Regions from separate parts of the Mus musculus genome. Here region 2 is linked to region 1. Evidence: chromatin contacts called from public Hi-C data. All regions are on one chromosome and are shown on one strand. The core of a region is the stretch at or near the end of the contact, and the rest is flanking DNA. Distances in the headings are between cores, read along the strand shown. Region 1 has its middle 20 kb from the start of Hivep2. Region 2 has its middle 62 kb from the start of Gm51759.

Region 1 (5,335 bases), core at 1,697-4,196:
TGACCTGGACGGTTCTGCAGAGCTGAAGTTGTGTCTTCATGGTTCATTTGGTTCTTAGCCTTCTTCCTGCCAGTCAAGACAGTAAGGAGAGAGCTTTTTTGGCACAGGAGCCCTGACTGCTTGAAATGAGGCAGAGATCACCCAGGCACATCAGAGGCAAGACACCAGATGTTAATAACACATTTCCACTGTTAGATGTTTGGATCAAAAGGCTAAAGGTGAAGGTCTTATCTCATTTGTCAAATGATGTAAGTCGTTATTAAATCAGGGCAAACCAGTTAACATCTAAAGTATAATTTCTGTTGCTATTTATAAATGCACTCAACAGTTCATTTGGCTTGCCTGGCTTATTTAATTGTGTATGGCATTTTGCATTTGTTAAAAGCTTAGGGAGAACAAGGAAATGACCTACACAAATCACAGTTCAGAGGAATGCAAAACTTTTCTCCATGTGCCAATTAAATGTTAGCAAGTTTGAGTTGCTTGTTTAAATCACGAATCATATAAAACAGCACACAATATTTGAGTGCAGGAAACGCTTCAGGTAACCCTGGCACATTTTAACAACACTTGTAGAATTTGAGGGGCTCTATCTGTTTTTTTGGAATAGAAGTGTGCGTGTGGGTGGGCTCACAAATAAAGAGAGGGTTGCATGTATATGTGTCATCTCATTAACTACACAGGTATCAAAAGGAAAACAAAAATGTGTGCAGACAAACACATCTACACTGGAAAGTCTTAAGACTTTTAAATTTTTATTTATTTGTTTATTTGTTTATTTATTTCTAAGAAAGGTGATGGAGTTCAGTTTTGAAGGACCTCTAAAGGATACAGTCTTGGTAATTCAGATACTGACCGAAAGAAAGAAGGGGGTCAGCTTGATGAGCTGACTAGCCAGGGAGCCCATCACCGTGTCTTGGATCAGCTTTCTGTTGCTGTGAGGGGACACTGACCATGGGAAGTCGTATAAAAGAAAACATGTAACTGGGGCTGGCTTACAGTTTCAGAGATTTAGTCCATGATTGGCATGGCAGAAAGCATGGTGGCTTAAGAGCTGAGGGCTCTACATTCTGATCTTTAGGCAGCAGCAGCAGACTGTGAGCCATACTGAAACTATACACTGAGTGTCGCTTGAGCATAGGAGACCTCAAAGCCCGTCCCAACAGTGACACTTCCTCCAACAAGACTGTGCCTCCTGATAGTGCCACTCCCTATGGACCAAGCATTCAAATACGTGAGTCTGTGGCGGCCATTCCTATTCATACTACCACACTGGATAAGGATTTGCAGTTACCTTTATCACCATGTTAGTACATGTTCATTTCTTCCTATGTGCTTTCCTAAAAAGAAATTTGCTTGCATTTTGTGTATGTGTGTTCGTGTGCATATGTGTAAGGTGCATGAGCATCTATACGTATGTAAGGATACAGGCACTTGCAGAGGCCAGAAGTTGACATCAGAACTTTTTCCTCAGTTGAAATCACTACCTTAGTTTTTGAGACCTAAAGCTTAGTTTTCAGCTGGACTGGCTGGCCATAGGGCCTCAGGATTCTTCCTAGCCCTTTTCCCACTGCTGAGATTACAGGTATGCTCCATGTCTGATTTTGTGAGTGTGAGTGTGAGTGTGTGTGTGTGTGTGTGTGTGTGTGTGTGTGTGTGTATGACTGCAGGGGATCTGAACTCAAGTCCTTCTGCTTCCAGAGCAAGTATGATACCCCCTGAGCCATCTCCCCAGCCCATCTTCATGTATTCATTTTACCCTCTGAACAATCTTCTGGGATCTTATTCTGCCCATAAAAAGGATGAGGAAACAGGTCACCTGGACAGCAGGAATTAAACAACTGTGTCTTCTGAGAGAGCAGCAAGTGCTCTGAATTATGGGCCACCTCTGTTCAGTCCCCGGAAATTACTGTTCTAACCACATACTTTCTTATTGAGGTTTTATCCTCCTACCCAGTAAAGCATCATGTTTTACTTAATAAAAACACAGATTTTAAGGGTGTCAGTTGACCTTCTATCAGATAACTGTTAAATTTATTTACATGTATCCATGTGACCAGAAATAGTATTTGCTAAACAAACAAACAAACAAAAACTGATTAAGGTATCCGAGATCTATAGTTACATATGCATGAAAATGTTAGTGCTCTGTTTAAGTCAAATATATCGCATTTTTATGGGAAAATGTCAAAAAAAAAACAAAGAAAAGAAAGACAGAAAGAAATAAAAATTGGGTTTTTAAGAGGGCAGTATGCAAGAGTAAAGTAAATTTAGAGTTGTTTTATTAACACAGTGATGTGATTTGAGTTTGCATCTTACCATAGAGAAAGGTACCCTTTAGAGATACCCAGAGGCTATTATTTTTGCTCATCTATTCTGATAATACAATGGATGTTCTAAGACAAGCCGGGGGTGGTAACCAAGGGCTTCATTTATCTGAAATTAGAAATGCCCACAATGGGTTGGCAGGGCCGTGGGCAGCACTGTGTTTCCCAGCTCTCTCTAATTAGCCCTAGAAAAATGAGAAGAAAAGCACCCACATTCTGAAAGGCTTGCTACCTGAAGAACTATTTTCCTTTTGTTATATTCAGTGTGTATAATTATGTTTTCACAAAGTCCATGGCTTTGGAATCTTTCCCTCACTGACCTGCCACCTAGTTGTAAGTCCTACCCAGCAGCCTCTGTTTATCCAAGTCTGAAAGGTTGTTTCTGTGAAAAATTTGCTTTAAAATAATTAGTGTGTGTGTGTGTGTGTGTGTGTGTGTGTGTGTGTGTGTGTGTATGTGAGTGATTATCCCCTATGCCTTTCTTTCCCCTCCTTTGAAAGTGGCCTACCCAGTAATTGTGCTTGCCTCTGTCTAAGCTTTTGGTCAGCTCTCAGGCCCTTTGCTCACTCCCCCAACCTCAGCCCAACCGTGCTGGCTCTCGGTTCCTCATGGTGCTGAGCTGTTTCTGTCTTGAGCTTCTGCACTTTCTGTTCCCTTTCTCTGATGGCCTCTCCCTGTCATTCAGTGCTAAGCGCAAAATTGTCAACCCTGTGAACGCCCCTGCTGACGTCCAGTCTTGGTCCCACAACAAGTCTATTGCCTCTTGATGACTTGGTTTGTTCTTACAATTCTTATCATCAGTCTTATTCATTCCCCATGTTTCCTCGTGTACCTTCGTGCCTTTATCTGCCTTGTTCTCGCCTCTATCTCTAGTCACTTAACAATACCTAGCACGAGGGCACTTATAAATAAGGAAGCATATCTCTTTACTCAAAAATCAGTAGATGAAGGTAGGAGTTAGAATACAGATTGGTTTGGGGGTTTATTGACTGGGAAAGGGCATAGGAGGCGGTCTGGAGTGTTAAAAATATCCCTCATTGTCATCAAGGTAATTGTCACATGATATTCTCTCCCTCCCCCTACTGTACGCATATGGAAGGAAAGGTCACACACACATATTCAAAAGTAATTTTTCTTTACCCTTATGGTTTAGCAACGTTTGATATACTATGAACTGTTTTGCCAGTTAGTCAAGTGATAATCTCCCCAGGTAACATTTGAGGGAGCTTTTCATACCAGATGCCCAGGTCAGGAATCTCCAAATACTTTTTCAAGATCCTTGATTGTTGGAAAATAACCATTGTCTTAAAGGACAGATATCAAGAACAAAACCAGCTAGCTGCATACTGGATGCATACTGCTTCTTGTACGTTGGCCTGCTTTGAGTATAGCTCTAACTGTATTAGGTGAGGATTTATTTATCAGAGGGAGCCTCATGCATTTCAGGGGCAGTACCATGGTGAGCAGACAGAGCCCTGAAAAAAAGATAAGAAAGGAGAATAAAATGCAAAGTGCCAGCTGGCCGTGGTAGCATATACCTTTAATCACAGCACTCGGTTAGGAGAGGCAGGTGAATTTCTTTGAGTTCTGGGTTCTAGGCTACCCTGGTCTACACAGTGGACTCCAGGACAGTCAGAGTTATACAGTGAGATCCTGTTTGAAATGAAACAAAAATGCAAAGTGTTTATTTATCACAGGGCATCATTTATCCATCTGCCAGTTGTGATTCTATAGATTCTATAGTCTCACTGAGGAGAAATGACTAGAGAGAAAATAAAATTAGAGGACATTGGCTGGGAATGGATCATATTAATTTGTTGGAATGAAAAGATTTGACATATTCATCGCTATATGCAAGAAAGCCAACTATAAAGAACATACTGAGTAAGTTTTTTTCTTAATTAAAAATATGGCTTTATGAGATATAAAATAAATGACTCTAATGTTGAATTAGTTTGTGAAAATAATCAAGAGCACCCTTACATCTATAGGTTAATTCTTCAAATGCAGTGAAATCTTAAGTACAAAATGTTTTAGAAATTATCTAACTCTTCTTCAGCCTTGTGAAGTATTTCTAAACAGAGCATGGATTTCCTCTCTTAATTGTACAAAATTCATTGCTCTGGCACACCGGTCTTTCCATGGTTGGGTTCACGATCCACATAGATGGGCACAGGGAGCCATCTCAGTGGCTATAGGTTGTGTTGACGTCATCCCAGTAAGGGCTAACTGAGTTCCCCTTTCCCCCTTCACTCTGCACAATGTGAACAGCTCTCTCCTTGCTGGGCATGTTCCTCTGGGTCAAAACAATACCTACACTTGTACTCCCTCCCTTGATATACTGTTTCTAATTGTCAATCCTAGTTTAGGTCAAATGTCTAGCTAAGAGCAAAGCACGGTGGCCACTGGATTTCCACTTAACCCCACCCTCTCCTCCTCTTCACTCAAGGCTCAAAGCTAGACAAAAAAAGCTTCTAGCTCATCAGAAATCAGACGGATAGGCTGCCTAGAAGTGGATAACGTCATTGTTACCAGAATTCCAGAAATAGTAAGTAAAAGTAAAAGACTTATTTTTTAAAGAAAAACACATAACCTCGACATGTCTGGTCATGAGAAACAATCTCATTTCTGAGCAGGTAGCATACTGACTTGCTACTGCATGGCCCTCAACCCTAATCTGACTTGTGAGCCCTCAATCCTAATCTGACTTGTGATCCTTACTTCCAGCCACTCCAAAAGTACCAGTTTCTTTAAAACTGGGTATCCATGGTAGTATGAACAGGAATGGCCCACATAAACTTATGTGTTTGAATGTTCGGCTCATAGGGAGTGGCACTATTAAGAGGTACGGCCGTTGGAGAAAGTGTGTCTTTGGAGGCAGGTTTTGCAGTCTCTTTTTCTGGGTTTTTTTGTTTTTGTTTTTGTTTTTGTTTTGTTTGTTTGTTTGTTTGTTTGAGACAGAGTTTCTCTGTATAGTCCTGGCTGTCCCAGAACTCACTTTGTAAACC
Region 2 (6,017 bases), core at 1,129-3,628, 240 kb after region 1:
CAAGTGGGGGTTTTGCCACCTAGACACTCCCAAGATGGTCAGACAAATGCATGTAGTCACTCACTCATTCACAGCAGCCCGGATTTTAAAAGAGGAAGAGGTTTGCTACTTCTCGATTCATTCCTCCCAGAGAAGGAAGCCGGCCCTGGTGGAAGCCGGAAAGTGGAGTGGGGTCATGAACTGGACACCCCCATTTCTCAACCATTTGTTTGACTCTTCTCGATGTCTTTGAACTCTTCTCACACGTTGTTTCCTACGTTTATAACTGTGAGAAGACTGTAAGTGTAACACTTCTCACACTTATAAACATAGGAAACAACCTGTGAGAAGACAGAGTGCAAGGCAGGCTCTGAGTTTTGCCTTCACCTATCTTTGAGAATTTAGAGAAACAGTTTAAAGTCTCTGGACCTCAGTCTCTTCAGCTAATGTATGATGTTAGCGGTCCTTAGTTAAGGAATCCAGTTCCAGGGCTAGTATCCAGTTCCTGCCACACAGTAGTTGCTCACTAAAGTTTTACTAACTAAATTTTGAGCATTAGAAATTCTAAGAAATAAGAGAAACTATGAAACCAATTTTCTAAGGTTATGTTCCCAGGGTGTTGGAAGCAGTTTATTCTGTCAGTGTTTGGGAGAAGATATGAAAGTCTACAAATAGGAGAAAAGCTATCAGTTATCTTAACACCTGCTTTATCAGTCTGTAACCAAATCTGGAGAGACTGCATTTCGTACTGCAAAGGGACCCAGGCGAGTTATCCCTAGTTAGGGAACTTTGCCACAGTGAATGGTCAAGTTGACAATATCAGCAGACAAACCCCATAGCCTCTGGAGTGAGTTGAGATTAGCCATTCTCCTGACCCCAGACAATGTCAAGGATTCTCAATACTACTTTATGATTTTAGGCCCTAGAAAACAGTGTGTAACTCTGCAGTGTCCTTATTCACATCACACTCTAAAAGACACTGGTATTAAAAGTGAAACACTGAAGATTTACTTGGGAGGTAGTATATCTCTGTCTTCAGCCAGTTTCTTAATCTCTAGCAGGGAATGTTTCTATATCATATGGCCAGCATCAGTCAGTTTTATTTCTGTTTGCTTCTTTCCCTTTTCAAAACTTACGTTTACTCTCAAAGTTAGCAGCAGGGCCCATGTGGAGCCAAAGTGACATTTTCTTCACACTTGTGACAGTGGCACCTGGCACAGTGGCATGCATTTGTAATTCTGGCCCTTGGGAAGTGGAGGTTAAAGGATGAGAGATTTGAGGTCATGCTTGGTTACACAGTGAGTTCGAAGTTATCCTGGGTTGCATGTGATCCTGTGTTAAACTAACAAGCCGCTGTTGCAGACTGTACTGAGAAATACCTGCCAGTTTAGCGGTAGATGTTTTGTGATTACTACTCCAATCTGACACAGAAGTAAAGAGTCCCTGATTGTCTCTTCTTGTTTCTGGGGCTGAGCTGGTTCCCTTTCTCTGTTACAATTAACTGCCACAGAGGTCTTTGTTTAGAACAGCACTGGTGCATTCCATTACAGTCCAGAGGGGAGAAGTCCCACTCTGGGGTAAATGAAGGCGCTCACATGACTTGGAAGCTCTGGAGGAAAAATCATCTCTTTTGCCTTTTCATTCTTTAAAGGACATATGTATCACTCTACTCATGGTCTCTCCACCTTCAAAACCATCAGTGTTCCCCATTACCCACCTCTCTGATCTCAGCAGGAAAATTTCTCTAGTTTGGGGGGCTTACACGATTAGACTAGTTCTGTATCTCTAATCCAAAATGGCTTGCATAAGTCACATAGCTGCATCCCCTCTAACTTGACCTTCTTCGATGCCATCTTTTTAGACATGTCTAAGCAGACTTGAGAAACTAGAACCCGAGAGACTTTGTTAGAAGGAAGGCATTGCATTGCTTTGCCCACTTTAAACAAAGAGTACAATTTGAGCTTCGGGCACAAACTTCTAAATTGCCTACAGATTTCCCTAAAGCACAAACATCTTCTCTCAGACAGTAGCTGGAGGGGCTCCTCAGACTGGACACGGCAGGAAGACCTTGATCAGATGCTATGCACAGAGACATCTTGGCCTTGCTATCGCATGCCCTGTTGTGACATCACAAGAAGTATTGCCAGGGCATTAATTACCAAGGACAATCCCAAGGAATTTGAGGAGGCAAATGGAAATGAGCTGACAAGTGTCTGGAAAGTGGGTTTTCCTCAGAAAGAGTCTGGGAAGAGAGGGAAAGCCTTATTGTGTCTCAGTAGCCTTCCTCTGGGAAGATACTCTTGCCAGAGTTAACTTCTGTGTCTAGTCATCTGGGAGTAATTACACCAAAGCAGGACAGTGTGTAGCTCAGACTAGATGGACACTGTGTAGACAGCCTTGAAAATCCCATTGGTGAAAGTTAGAGACAATGAGCAAAGATTTTTCTGCAGGTAATTGGGTGAGTATCCCTGTGGCTGAGTTTATGTGGCAGGGAGTTGATTTCACACTCTTGTTCCGAGAGCCCGAGAAATGTCAGTAAGCATTTGACCTTGGTGTAACAGTCTTCCTTATGACATATCTTGTCTGGTATGCTCTAGGATTTGCCCTGGGGTTCTCCAGCATGTCTTCGTCTGTTGTGGAAGAGGAAGTGAATGGCCAGAGAGTAGAGCTCAGAGTGGAGGCAGGAGGGAGGAGAGGGAAGTTGAAAGGGTGATAGAGTTTTCTGAAGTGGTTTGAGACAAGTTTATTATTCTTCCTCTCCAGCTACTTACTGTAACGGGGAGGGTTTCTGGGAGCTGGACTCTGGGGGCAGGGCAGTAGGTTGATCAGGAGCTCAGGGGAGGAAGACAAGTAGTAATGGTGATGAAGAAGAAGGTGTAATAACAGAAAGAAGGCTCTGGGATGTGAACCAGAAATTATAACCCTTTTAGAAGGGAGGACAGATTCTGGCACATGGTTTCAGAGGTAGCTGTTCATTATGGTGAAGTGGGCATGACACAGCATCTTACTTTATGGCTGCCAGAAAGCAGAATGAGATAGATAGATAGATAGATAGATAGATAGATAGATAGATAGATAGATAGATAGATAGACAGACAGATAGACAAACACACAGAAATACACACACACACACACACACACACACACACAGAGAGAGAGAGAGAGAGAGAGAGAGAGAGAGAGAGATTGCTCTTAAGCTGTTCGTTCCTCCTTTATTCCATTTGAGACCCCAGCTTTTGAGACAATGATAGCCACACTCAGAAATGATCCTCTCCCCTGTCAATTCTCACAAACACACCTAGAGGCCTTCCACTGGGTATCTCTTAATTCAATGAATTTGCCAAAATTAACACGCCCTGCATTTGTTTTTCTGTGAAAAGTGGAAGCAATTTCAGTGCCAGAATCATTTTACCTGGTGTGATTTATTTGTATAGCTATTGAAAAATTTAGAATCCATCCTGGAGCGATGGATCTGTAGCTATGAGCGCTTGTTCTTGTAGAGGCCACAAGTTTGATTCCCAGTACCATGTGATGAATCACAGCCATTTGTAACTCTAGTTCAAGGGGGTCTGATACCCTAGCCTCTGCCTGCAGCAGGTACACATGTGGTAATCGTTCATACATGCAGATAAACACTTGGAGACAGAAAATAAGTTTTAAAAGACAATTCAAAATGTTTAGAATCCAAGTATCAAGAGAAGTTTTTCACAGCAATCTGAAGAGAGAGCTAGCGCAAAGTCCTTCCCTACATTGAAGCATCTGCGTGTCTGAAATATGCACACTTTTTATTGATCCTTTATACTTCTTAGAGTCTGGGAAAAATCCAATGGAATGTCCATCTCATTACTGTGCTCTTGGGGAAGTGCATCTGCTTTGTTGTGATTTGTGCCACTGATGTCCAGGGAGCTATTGCTCCATTCAGATAAAGAAGATAGGCTTATCATTCAAATGACCTGGGTCCAAGCCCAACATATCTTCATTAACAGATGGTATTCGACAACCACCCCAAACCTCTTTTCCTTATCCCTCCAAATGGGAAAATATAACATATGGAGTTGTTATGATTTAATAAGATGAAGCATTTATAATAGTGTAGTGCCTGACTTTTCGCATTCAAGAATGCTGTTTGGTAGGGCATTTTATAAATACCCGTTAGTGGATGAGTTTCTCAAACCCAGTTCTTGCCTTCCAGGGTTTGGGCAGCAAGGACCACCATGGAGAAAGCTGATGATGGGTAAGGTGGTAGGAGAGGAGTGGCAAGTAGAGGGTACTGCTGAGAACCCAATGCGGCACCTTGGGATTCCCCTGGACTGATCTATGAGGCGTTAACTTCTTTTGGGGGGCACAGCATATATGCTACTCTTTAACCTAATCCATATGTACCAGTCACACAACAGAGGCTCCTGTGTATATAGCAACAATGAATTATATTTTCTAGGGGTTAGAATCTATCTGTTTTCTTCTGAAGTAAATGAATGTCGCTTGAGACATTCCATTAAACAGATCTCTAAACACTGGTATTCCTTATCTTTAAGAAAAAAATTTAGGGGAAACGCATCTTCAGTATCCCCCATCTCATATCTCATAGCTCTAAATAATTCCAGGGGCCAGTTTTAAGTGTTTCTTTTTATAGGAAGTCACTGCGGCCAGGGAAAGCAAGACCATATGCCAGGAACAGTGTCTAAGTCAGGCCAATTAAGCCAGATTGCTCCTCCGGCCTCAGCGTTGCTTCAGCAAATCTTTAGAGCTTGCTTTTTTATTTATAACTCTGTAGAAGACCAAAACAACCCTGCATCCGATGAGGGTGCAGAGAAGCAAAACCCAGCCGAGGCACATTCATAACTGGTGACTTCTCATTGACATATGCGCTGTCGCAGGCTTCTCGGGCTTGACTGCAGACAACCTCAGACAGACTTCTCTTGGAGAACGGCATGTGAGCTTCTTCTACAGACTCGAATTCTCTCATGGAACAAAAGCTGATGTGTTGAAGGATAGGGGTCACCACTCCTCTTTACCTGAGGAACAGTAAAGTAGTTTGGGTACATGTTGAAAATCTGAAGCATCCATAATCAGTTATCTCCATTTGCGCTCTAGTAATTTTTATTACTGGTAGTCCCTAAGGATCTTAATTCTTCACACCAGAACAAACAAACAAACAAACAAACAAACAAACAAACAGGATCCAAAATCAAATTGACTGTAGCAATTGGGTAATTGCATGTCTTTGGGGTTGGACTGTCTCCTAACCTCTAGCTATAGCTTCTTCAGGTGTGTCTTTTGTATTTTTGAGCAGCAGCAACAGTCTCTAGGTCCACTGGCTCAGCTATCATTAAGGTCTTGCAGTTTGCTATCCTGTATATTCACAACTTGCGTCAAAGTTCAGCTGTAACCCCAAGAATTGGAATAAATGCTTCCTTGGATGGGCTATAATGACTCATGCTTACATTTAAAAAATTTTTTTCCCATGTTTATTATTGCTACTCTGTAGAATAAGCTGCTTGAGGGTACAAGCTGTGAGTGTCCATACTATACAGCGCACTTAGGGTGTGAATCACAAATGAGTAATTAGACAGCTTCTCAGTTATCAAAGATTGAGACACATGGAGGTGACTGAGCAATTGGTAGACCCATTGTGATTCTTATCCTTGTAAGGCTTCTTAGTCCCAATGGACCACATTCTCAGTTCTCACCACAAAAAAAAAGTCCAGTGTCATCACTGTTCGCTTTGTATACACACTTCATGCAGCTGGTTTCCCTCCTTAACTCCCTGCGTATGGAGGACAAACATGGGTATTTTTAGAAAGTCTGTAATGCTCATTTCAAGATCCTTTTCTCAAGTGACGATGTGAGGCCCAATGATTACATTGTAATTAGTTCTCTGTTTTTTTTTTAAATAAAAGACATTTATCTATTTAATGAGTGGTTAAATGTTCCATTAGGATGGCCATATGATTTATATTCAGGACATGAGAGGGGATGAGCTAAGTATTTGTTTTGACATAGGTCAACAGGGGTAAAGCTGGGGCTCTGTGGAGAAC

What was found. Hi-C and Micro-C count contacts between places; a contact is called where the count stands out from the background.
Region 2: a contact with region 1 is called in a Hi-C map of bone marrow-derived macrophages, with 31 read pairs. The contact joins two enhancer-like sites. A contact is called at or near these places in 1 of 15 datasets of contacts at CTCF or cohesin (pro-B cells), 16 of 484 Hi-C or Micro-C datasets (CD4 T cells, CD8 T cells, Th2 cells and 9 more) and 1 of 115 datasets of contacts at active chromatin or transcription factors (T-cell acute lymphoblastic leukemia).

The regions. Positions count from the first base shown.
Region 1 is chr10:13,943,730-13,949,064 of GRCm38.p6, forward strand. No RefSeq gene overlaps it. Among named protein-coding and RNA genes, the nearest start is that of Hivep2, 20 kb to the right of the region's middle. Within about 2 kb of position 2,947, at least 46 of the 459 cell types and tissues checked have an H3K27ac peak or open chromatin away from gene starts, as enhancers often do. A contact at or near this core is called in bone marrow-derived macrophages, where this site is marked.
Region 2 is chr10:14,186,668-14,192,684 of GRCm38.p6, forward strand. No RefSeq gene overlaps it. Among named protein-coding and RNA genes, the nearest start is that of Gm51759, 62 kb to the left of the region's middle. Within about 2 kb of position 2,379, at least 27 of the 459 cell types and tissues checked have an H3K27ac peak or open chromatin away from gene starts, as enhancers often do. A contact at or near this core is called in bone marrow-derived macrophages, where this site is marked.